Linked DNA regions of Danio rerio: region 2 is linked to region 1. Evidence: chromatin contacts called from public HiChIP or PLAC-seq data. All regions are on one chromosome and are shown on one strand. The core of a region is the stretch at or near the end of the contact, and the rest is flanking DNA. Distances in the headings are between cores, read along the strand shown. Region 1 holds the start of nelfb (negative elongation factor complex member B). Region 2 holds the start of spaca9 (sperm acrosome associated 9).

The links. HiChIP or PLAC-seq counts read pairs in DNA pulled down with a chosen protein or histone mark.
Region 2: an H3K4me3 HiChIP or PLAC-seq map of gastrula embryo shows a contact between it and region 1, with 2.3 times the contacts expected there. The contact joins the promoter of spaca9 here to the promoter of nelfb in region 1. A contact is called at or near these places in 2 of 4 datasets of contacts at active chromatin or transcription factors (embryo and gastrula embryo).

The regions. Positions count from the first base shown.
Region 1 is chr5:30,178,846-30,184,059 of GRCz12tu, reverse strand. nelfb (negative elongation factor complex member B) reads left to right here and starts at 2,031. Exons shown (of 13, transcript NM_200168.1): 1 at 2,031-2,301; 2 at 4,615-4,775; 3 at 4,858-4,957. The coding sequence starts at 2,200. LOC141385820 (a long non-coding RNA gene) reads right to left here and starts at 610. Exons shown (of 6, transcript XR_012406887.1): 1 at 554-610; 2 at 121-233.
Region 2 is chr5:30,294,745-30,299,935 of GRCz12tu, reverse strand. spaca9 (sperm acrosome associated 9) reads left to right here and starts at 3,408. Exons shown (of 4, transcript NM_001045430.1): 1 at 3,408-3,462; 2 at 3,700-3,862; 3 at 4,319-4,521; 4 at 4,712-5,191. The coding sequence starts at 3,719. The coding sequence ends at 5,027. It overlaps ak8 (adenylate kinase 8), which reads right to left and starts at 3,318. Exons shown (of 14, transcript NM_001020644.1): 1 at 3,240-3,318; 2 at 2,144-2,283; 3 at 1,978-2,062; 4 at 1,103-1,152. The coding sequence starts at 2,227.

The DNA of each region.
Region 1 (5,214 bases), core at 782-3,281:
TGAACCAGTTTAAAAGGGCCGCGGTGTTTAAAATAACCAAATTAACGTACACGAATAACAAACAATCATTTGTTTCAGTCAGGAAGCCTTTTACAAGTAAGCATATGTTCATTTACTCACCAGATATGTTTTAGAAACTCTCCAGAGCTTATGGAAACCGTCCTGTGTTGCCGTTAGCATCCGGGCAGAGTAGGCTAACGTTAGGCGGCTCCGGTGAATCCCTCGCTAGTTTGCTTGGAATTAAAGGAGAAGTGTCGATTTTATTTTACAGATGGGTAACAACGCACAAAATGGCATTAAGCGTGACAGAAATGTGTTGAACATGTACATTTGATGTTTTTATGCACTATGTATGCGTGAGCATATATAAAAACATTCTTGAAAAGAACTCAATAGTAATGCAGTTAAGCTAGATACACAAACGACCATGAATGAACCGCAGACGTTTAAAATTGTCACTCCATTCTAAAGTTATTAACTTAACAACATGTTTACAACTGTATTTCCTTAAAGAAAGTCAGTAAAATACCAACATTTAGGTAGTTTGACTCACCAGTTGCTGTTCTAAACCTCAGATGGAAAATGGCGTCTGGAAAATTCTTCAGTGACTGGGGCTGCATGAATTCCCGGATGTTGGAAATAACACCACCAAGTGTTGAAAAGATAACTCCTTGATTTCGCACTGAATAAAATAAATTCTAACTCTAATTATATTCATTTATCAAAATCTAACTCTTTAACGTCAACACTTTACTCTCAAATGCTTCAACACCGAGAATTTAACTCTGATGAATTTGCTGTGTAGTAATTACATTTGTGTTTGTTTTCCACTATTATTATCTCATACTTTTTAAATGTAAAAATTGACTTTCAACATTGACAACGTATCTGAACATTTAATTGTGATTGTTGAATGTCTGCATTCACCTAGTTGTAATTTTCTGTACCCTTTTATTACTCTTGTTTTCATTTGTCTTTTCCCCTTCTTCTTATTATTATTAATTTTTAGTTGTATTATTATTATAATTATTATTATTTTCTTTCTCTTCTCTTGTAAAAACAACAACAACAACAAAAATAATGATATGTAACTTTTTGGACTGAAACAATGTTTGTTTTTTCGAAATAAAAAATGAACATAAAAAAGTAGAATGTAGAATGTACTCATCATGCACTCTCAGATCAACCTTCTTCTTCGTTTTATGGCGAGTTGCGAACCAACTTTAAAGGTGCATATCGCCACCTACTGTGATGGAGTGTGAAGAGGTTGAACTGGTTTCCTAAATTCTATTGTATAATCCACTATTTTTAATGAACCTTATTACTGCCTTTATTTGTCTTCCTGAATCTAAACCATCTTTTAATAAACCCTTTATTGTGAAATCCTGGTATCCTAAACTTTGCAATTCCTCTTTAAGGTTTCTTCTCTCATTTTTATATGCTTTGCACCTTTTTAAAACATGTTCTACTGTCTCATCTGTTAGACATGTGTTGCATAAACCTGTCTCATGTTTCCCCATTATGTGTAATGTTTGATTTAAAAAAAAGTATGTCCTGTTCTTAAACGTGTTAAAATAACTTGTTCTCTTCGACTAAGATTATGTGATATTTTGCTTTTCTTTACTGTTTTTTGGATCTTATGATAATGTCTACCTGTGTTATTGGACTCCCAAACTTTCTGCCATTTCCTATTACAAGCTTCTAAGATTAGGCTTTTTCCTTCTGCTCTGCTTAGTGAAATGTGTCTAATTGGTTCATTTTGTTGTAGAGATTCTTTAGCTATTTTATCTGCCTCCTCATTGCCCTGAATACCGACATGCGCTGGAACCCACATTAAATGAACTATTACTCCCATCTGTGTTAGATTATTAAACTTGATCATAATTTCTGTTAGAATGTCATTTCTTTTCGATTCCATTGTCTCAGATCAACCAGCACCTGCAATTGCCTTTACACACAGGAAGTAGTCCACACAGAGGCTTTGATCTTGAAAGCGCAACTAGGAACCTTTCTGAACCGGAACCTTTGACGATGTATCAGAAACAAGAGTCTGTTGACGAGGCTGCACGGCCAGGAAGTGTGCGATTTACAGATAACGAGCAATGCACATCTAGCCAACATTTATGTTATTTCTGCTGTCAATGCATGTAATTTGATATCGTTTTGAAAGTGGAGCCTTCACTTAGAGAGCGTGTGAAAATGTTCGCCGGGCTACCGGAGCTGGGAATATCCAATGGAGAGGATCTGAAAGAAACTCTGACTAACTGTACTGAACCTCTCAAAGCAATCGACCAGTTTCAGGTTAGATCTTTACAAACGTACACATGTCCTGTCTGTCATGTTCGTGATTACATTTTTCATCTGATGTCTTGCATTAGCCCTAAAGCACCTCACGCTCGTGCTGCAGTCTTCTTCATTGTTTATAATGGGAGGATCTAAAGTCTGGCTGTGCAATTCATCATTTGACAATCTGTTACCATACATATTGCCATATATAACATAACGAGCATAATATAATAATAATATTAACTAATAATAAAATATATATAATAACCTCACCGCAATATATCTCTTGAGCTCGTTTAGTTACTCCTAAGCAATTCCTTTTTAGAACCTCATAACTTGAACGTACTGATAACTGAGAAATAAGTATTAATACTTAATGCTTACTCTTGTTTAAAAAAAAGTATTTAGGCTTAAGAGGTAAGATTGGGTCTTAATATAAAAAAGGGGTCCTGCTTTTCTCTTAAAGCTCTTAAATACTTTGTGTCATTGCTTGATAATGGTGATGTTTTATATATGAATGCCTCAACCAAATGTCCTCAGCCTTAACTCAGCCTTTGAGGTTTGTTGCTGCCTGTCGTAGACTAACTCAATATTGTGAACTGTATGCCAAAGCTGAGTGGCCTTCTTTGAATGTAAGAAGGTACACCCCCTGGATGACTATGGTCTACAAGGCTTTTCTGGGTCTGGCGTCTTTTTACCTAAGTTCCCTTTTTTTATAGGTCAAAAAGCCAGTATGCCCTACGTTCAAGTGAATCTTATCATTTGACTGTTTCACGGGTTCGAACTGAAATGGGGAGGCGAGCCTTTATCCTGGAATACTCTTCAGTCTGAACAGAAAATGTCTGAGCTCATCCCAATTAAATCTTTTCGCTCTTTATCTCCATCTTTATAACAAACATCAACAGTCCATTTCCAATGTATGTGTTTTTAACATATTATAATGTGGTATGGCTGAATAACTAAACTGTATTTTTTATATAATCTTTACTTTTTACTTTTTTTTTTTTTCATAAGTCGTGTGTTGCTGACATCCTAGCCAGGTCACCCTTGTAAATGATATCTTGATCTCAATTGTTTTTTTTATCTGATTAAATAAAGAAACATATCGTATAAGTGCACTAAACTTGATTAAGCATGCACTTTTTGTCTACTCTTATTTCTGTTGAACAATTAAAAGCTGTACATGCAGATAAAGTAATTTTACCATTACATAAAAGGCCACATCATGCAAGAGAGTAAACTTTATGGCAGCTTTTAAATGTCAAATTCAAAGTTTTACTTTAAAGTACACGTTAAATAAATGAACATAATTTAGAGTAGTTTTAATATTATTTACATCATAAGCATAATTGATAAATATTTTAAGTCTACTTTGGCAAAAATGTTTTATTGAATATTACGTTTAAAATAAATATATTAATTGTTCTAACTTCATCGTTTATGATTTGTAATTACAAATATATTTAAATAGAGTAGAACATGCATTCAAGTTTTATGTAAATGATTGTTTACTATAAATCCTTGTCAGTACATCTAGTGCTCTATATTAAGTATACTTCAACCATACCTCAAAAGACAGTGAAAATGATTACAAATTTATTGGTTATTTTCCAATTATTCCTATACCAGTTCTAATAATTTTCAAATTATCCTATTTTGTGCTGGACAGAAGAAACAAACTCGTAAAGGTTTTATTAATTCATATTAATTCTATACATTTATATTTAAAGGTATTTACATGGGCAAATAAGTTTGAGGATGAGATTAAACTTGTTTTGAGATTATTCTAACTGGGGCTGGAAAATATGCATTATTGTTGTTGAGAATCGCATCATTTTTTAAAGACATTTTCCTAGAAAAATGCTATTTTTTAGCTGTTTTAAAATAATTCATTTAGTGTTATTAAAATAAATAGGCAAAAGATATTTAGGTCTAATCAATTCTAATTCAAACAAAAAAACTGTGTCAAGATGCAAACATTTTAAAACACTATGAATGAGTGAAATCCTCAGCAGATATTCTGACTCTGATTAGCAATAGCATAACTAATAGCAGAACAGCAACTGCTGGGGTGGGCGGTATAAAGTTTTTAAGGCCCCATCTGATTAGTAGACCTTGGATAAATAACCAATGCATAAATTGAAACTAATTGATCTCACATGGATATTTTGGATATGCTGTTATCGCAATAACAATAATTTTGCAATATATTGTGAAGCCCTATTCTTATAGCAACTTGCTGCAAAATAAAGTCTAAGACATACTAATCTATGACATGATGATCTATCAAAAATTACTAATGCCTTTCTGTATATTGATTTTTAACAGACGGAAAATGGCATATTGCTGCCAACCCTACAGTCTGCATTGCCTTTTCTGGATCTTCACGGGACTCCACGGCTGGAGTTTCATCAGTCGGTCTTTGATGAACTTCGAGACAAGCTAATGGAGCGTGTTGCCACCATTGCAGAGGGCAAGGAAGAGGACAGGTGAATAGAAGCTTTGATTTTGAACCTTGAGTTTACATAGCTGATCATAAATAATACCTCTCAATCTGCTTAATCCACTCAGGTACGTAAAGCTGGAGGAACTACTGGAGAAAAGCTTTCCCCTAGTGAAGATGCCATCCATACAGCCGGTTGTCATGCAAGTTCTGAAGCATCTGCCAAAGGTACCGATGTGTGCTCTGACCTCTTACTAGTCCCTTCAGGATTTTGTGATCCAGTAATTGCAAAATCAAGCAAATGCAAAAATTCTGCTGATTTGTTCTTTGAGAGGCATCATGTGATGACGTTATTTGCAGAAGTTGGAGTAGGAGAACTGGAAGTTGGCTGGATGTGTAAATTCAGTGGCTACATTTCTGGTTGCTTGAAAACCATGCAGCAGCCATTCAAAGCATTAGACTAAAACATGTCAGAAAAGAGTGTT
Region 2 (5,191 bases), core at 2,159-4,658, 110 kb before region 1:
ACAGCCTATAAAATGAAGTAAAATTACAGAAATTAAATAAAAATGAGGTAAAGTTGGTTTTATATTCGCACAATCATTCAGTGATAACTTGTGACACGCTCCCTATATTGTTTACCATGGTACTTTGAATATTCGGTCGGAAATAACATAAAAATATGACTTGAAAAAAACATTAGCACTGTGTATTTGACTGTGAACAATGTTGTACTTTGATCGTCATTGGCTGCTAATATGATTTCACTCTTTAGAATTTGCAAATAATTTTTTTCATTCATTTTCTTTTCAGCTTAGTCCCTTTATTAATCTGGGGTCGTCACTGTGGAATGAACTGCCAACTTATCCAGCATATGTTTTACGCAACGGATGCCCTTCCAGCTGCAACCTAGTCCCTTTATTAATCTGGGGTCGTCACTGTGGAATGAACTGCCAACTTATCCAGCATATGTTTTACGCAACGGATGCCCTTCCAGCTGCAACCTATCACTAAGAAACACTCTCATTCACACACAAAAACTACGGACAATTTAGCTTACCAATTCACCTGTTGTAGTAGCATACTGCCTGTCTTTGGATTTGTGGGAGAAAACGGGGCACCTGGAGGAAACCCACGTGAACACGGGGAGAACATGCAAACTCCACACAGAATTGCCAACTGACCCAGCCAAGGCTCAAACCTGTGACCTTCTTGCTGTGGGGTAAACGTACTTCCCACGGCGCCACCCACAAAGAGTTTTATTGTGAAATTATATTATTATGGAGAGTGTGAATTTGTGAATAAAAAACTAACTTTACCTCAGTAGAAATGAAAACATTAATGGTTTACAGAATTGATGCTAAACAATTAGCTGTATTGTAATGTGTAAGGTCTGATGTTGTAACTGTGATGATTATCTGATTAATATAAATCAATTTATCATTAAATTCCAAGACAGAACAATAAAATTACAGACTAAGAAACAAAAAAAATGCAGATTGTGTGCGTGTGTGTGCAACTACAATGCTAGATGTCACTTTAAAAGACAAACATTAATTATAAGCCTAGGAATTAACATTAGCTACTAAAAAAATTGAATTATGTTTTATTTAAAAATGATGCACTTACTACGGTTCTTTTCCCTGATACTGGAGGACCCAGTAATATGATTCTAGGAACTGAAACAGATATACATATATTTTAATCAATGAACCATCTCCAATAAACTATAGATGTAAGATGAAGACTCTTAAAGTACTTCTAGTCGATAACAAAAAAGCTAGCAGTAAGTTATATAATCAATAGTGTCTTTTTACCCGGAATTTTTTTGCTCCTTCAACTTCATTTTGTAAACTCGTCTTATTTGATATCATGTGCAACTACGCCATCTTGTGGTTATGACAGTATTACTATAAGAATGTGTTAGTAACCCAAATATTATCATCCTCAAGCGAGGGACCTAAAACTAGTGAGGGAGCTATTTTACATTTTACATCCTAAATGTAAATACACAAAGCGTAAAAGAGTCTTGAAACCTATTTGTAAAATAATTTGTTTCTATTACATCACATTATTGAATCTTTTAGTCATACTTTATTAATTAATATATTGGAATATTTAATTATTTTAATATTTAAAATAATTTTTAAATGTCCACTGGCAAAACATTTAGATTCATTACTGCATTTTTTATTATGGTGCAGTATTAGTTCAGTAATTCTCACACATATTTACTAATTTTGTTCTTTTTTTTATTTACTTTAATCACTGTATTACTTCAATAATCAGGTATTAATTGTCTTATGAGTATTATGATTTTTTACTAATTCAATAATTTTTTAATTATTCTTCTTTATTTGGACTTTTTATGCTTTTTAATGACCTCTAACATTTTCACTGACATCTCATGTGGCCCCCTGGTCGTTCCCAGACCACAGTTTGAATTCCTTTGTATTAAATAATAAACATTTCTAAGGATTCAGGCACAATTACACAAATCTTACCATCAACATTGTCCCTTTCCAGAAAGTTAATCAGGTATTGAATGGGATCATCTGGTTTGTCCACCATCAGATTTCTCACTAGTGTCTGCAAATTAATAATTCATTTAGACACTATTGTCTTGTAGATGATTAACTTTTTAAACATTGTATAGACAAATGTCTTTACCTGGATCAGGTGAAATATGTCATGTTTCTCTGCATAAATGACCATTTCAGGGGGGATTCTGAGGGGCCTTTCAGCTGAATCCATCACTGCAATGCTCCACGAGACACCGAGAGGTCAGCAAAGGAAGGCTAAAAATGTGTCTTGGTTTACAAAGAAATTAGCATTTTATGAGTTTATATGTATAAAAAGCAGAAAACAGTAAGGTAATCAGTAAAATATTTACTACTAAAATATTTACTACTTTTTAAATTAATTTGTTGAAACTGGTTGCCTATGTTCTGAGTAAAACTTAAAAAAAGATACTAGATGAACTCTGGTAACTTACCTAATGAAAAAGTGATGAGCACATTTTAAAAGAACTACTTATTCATTAGATATTAGTTATTATTTATTAGATACTATTACACTCAATCATTAGATATTATATATATATATATATATATATATATATATATATATATATATATATATATATATATATATATATATATATATATATATATATATATATAAAAAGTGGTTGGATGATAATGAAAATTAGCATTGGCACAATCCTCATATTTCATGGATAAACAAAACAATTTTCTTAAAAATTCAACAAGAGCACATCATAACAATAAAATATAGACCCTAATAAGCAAATTGAAATAGGTTTTGTTATTTTGGTCAAAAGTTTATTTTTTCATGATAAGGTTGACATTTTCATGGAATTGCTCATATATATATATATATATATATATATATATATATATATATATATATATATATATATATATATATATATATATATATATATATATATATATGAGCCTATACTATGTATCTAATACATAAATACTGGTATGTACCGAACATGTTCTAGTATAAAGTATATAATGTTAGTTTCTTTTAAGATGTGCTCAGTAAGTAACGTATTTTTTCAGGTATTGTAACGTTACCAAAGTTTATTTTTTATGTAAGTTAGGCTAATAGTTTACTTAGCTTTGCTCCCTCACAAAAGGGGAATTTACGCAAACGATGCGTTTATTTGATTAAAAATAGCATAATGTGGTTATCTGTTCAAAGGAAAATGAAGAACAAAAATATATAAAGTTACCTTGAAATGTAGGCTAACGTTAGCTGTGGCTAGTTTGTTTTGCGTTCTCACTGCAGCTGTTGCTGTCGTTGCCCTTGGTAACATGTGTAGCTGATGAGCAGATCACATTCAGCACCAACAGAGGGAGTGCGAGCTTCAACTCTAGTTGCTACGCAACATATGCGAAACAGAAAAAGAAGACACCGATTGTACAGGTATTTGATATGCTTCAGTATTAATACAGGTAAGTTCGAATAACGTACATGTGAATATTTGACAAATTGAAGACACAATTGGGCTAAAGTTACATTCCGTGAAAAAGCCCGCTCTTTAGTTTTACAACAAAGTTTTTTTTTAAGTTTTAGCCGTAGTAGAATATCCTTAAGGTAATTACATTAACGTTAACGTTACTCCTATTTATGAACAGTACTTCGTTTATTCTGTATATTAATACTACTGTAACGTTATTCATCTTCAACAGGTTGAGCAATTTAACCGAGATGGCTGATGTCAGACAGCAGCTACTTTCCCTCGAGCAGAAATATAAACGTTTCAAACAACAACAGTTTATATTTATAAATGCTCTGGAGCGCTCAAGAGAACATGCAAGGGACAGAACAGAGCCTGTCTCCACCATAAAACAGGTCATTATGATTTATTAACAGTTTTATAAAGTCATACAGTTCCCACGGCACCCAGTAAAGCTGTGATTATTGAAAAATGGGAGTAATCAAAGCGAACTGTTGTTAATTGTAAGAATGGCATGTTAATATTTTAAGCATAATTTATTATCATGTTAACCTGGTGGAAATTAAACTGCAAATATTTTCAAGTAACAACCCACTATTTTATTGTTGGTTGCAGTAACTATGCATACTTTTAAAGACACTGAAATTTTATTCATTAGTTCATTTTTGAATTTGTAAAGAATTGATTATTAAAATCTGTTTTTAATTTTTTTTTTAAACAAATCTTACAGCAAACTTGTGTAATTATAATCGGTAGTGTATATATTATTGGTTCAATACTGTTAAATAATATGTATTGCATGTATCAATAATGTAAAATTTAAACAAATAAAAAACATTGTTTTTCCGCAGGTCCAAAAGTACATGAATCACCATTGCAGCAATTCAACTGACAGGAGCATCTTTTTACTCTTTCTGGAAATTATTTCTGATCTTGGAGGTGTTTTAAAACAACTGGAGTCCTCAGTGTCCAGCAGAAACACTTCATGTGAGGGATTGGAGACCTGCAAAGAGCTCCTGAACCCCAGCAGCAACATCAGTCAGCAAAGGGCACAGTTAAGTAAAAGTAAAATTACACTACTTCTTACATAAATATAAACAATTGCTGTCTGAATGATTAACCTTCAGAATTTAACCCACTTTAAGGATGCGGGAGTCTCATTAAATAAAATCAGATGGTAACATAATGCTCAAGGCTCCCAAGAATCATTGCTTATTATTTGACTTAATCCCCTTTCTTTACAGCTATCCACACAATGTGATCAACCGGCTGAGCTGTGATGAAGCAAGAAATTTCTATGGTGGGATTGTGAGCATTATTCCACTGACTTTGGACCTTCTCGCTGCCTACATCAGAGGAAGTGCAAAACGTCTAAGTTCAGCATCTACAGTAACACCTAATCAAACGTTGACAAAGAATGTTGTAACCGGGATCGATGCTAGCCTTGAAAAAGACACCAGTAAGCACCAGAGAAGTAAGTCCTCAGAGAAGAAAAAAGGATCTGGTGGTTGGCATGCAGGAAAACCAGCCTGGAAGCCACCCGGAAACACAAGGAGATAAAAAAACTGATATTTACAGATGTTTTGTTCTTAGTTCTCACACCAAGTATTATAAAATTCACAATGAGCTATATGCACAGCTAGTGTTGTAGGCATAGGCCGGTATAAGATTCTGATGGTATTATAACCTTGGGTATAAATATCACGGTTTCACGGTTTCAAAAT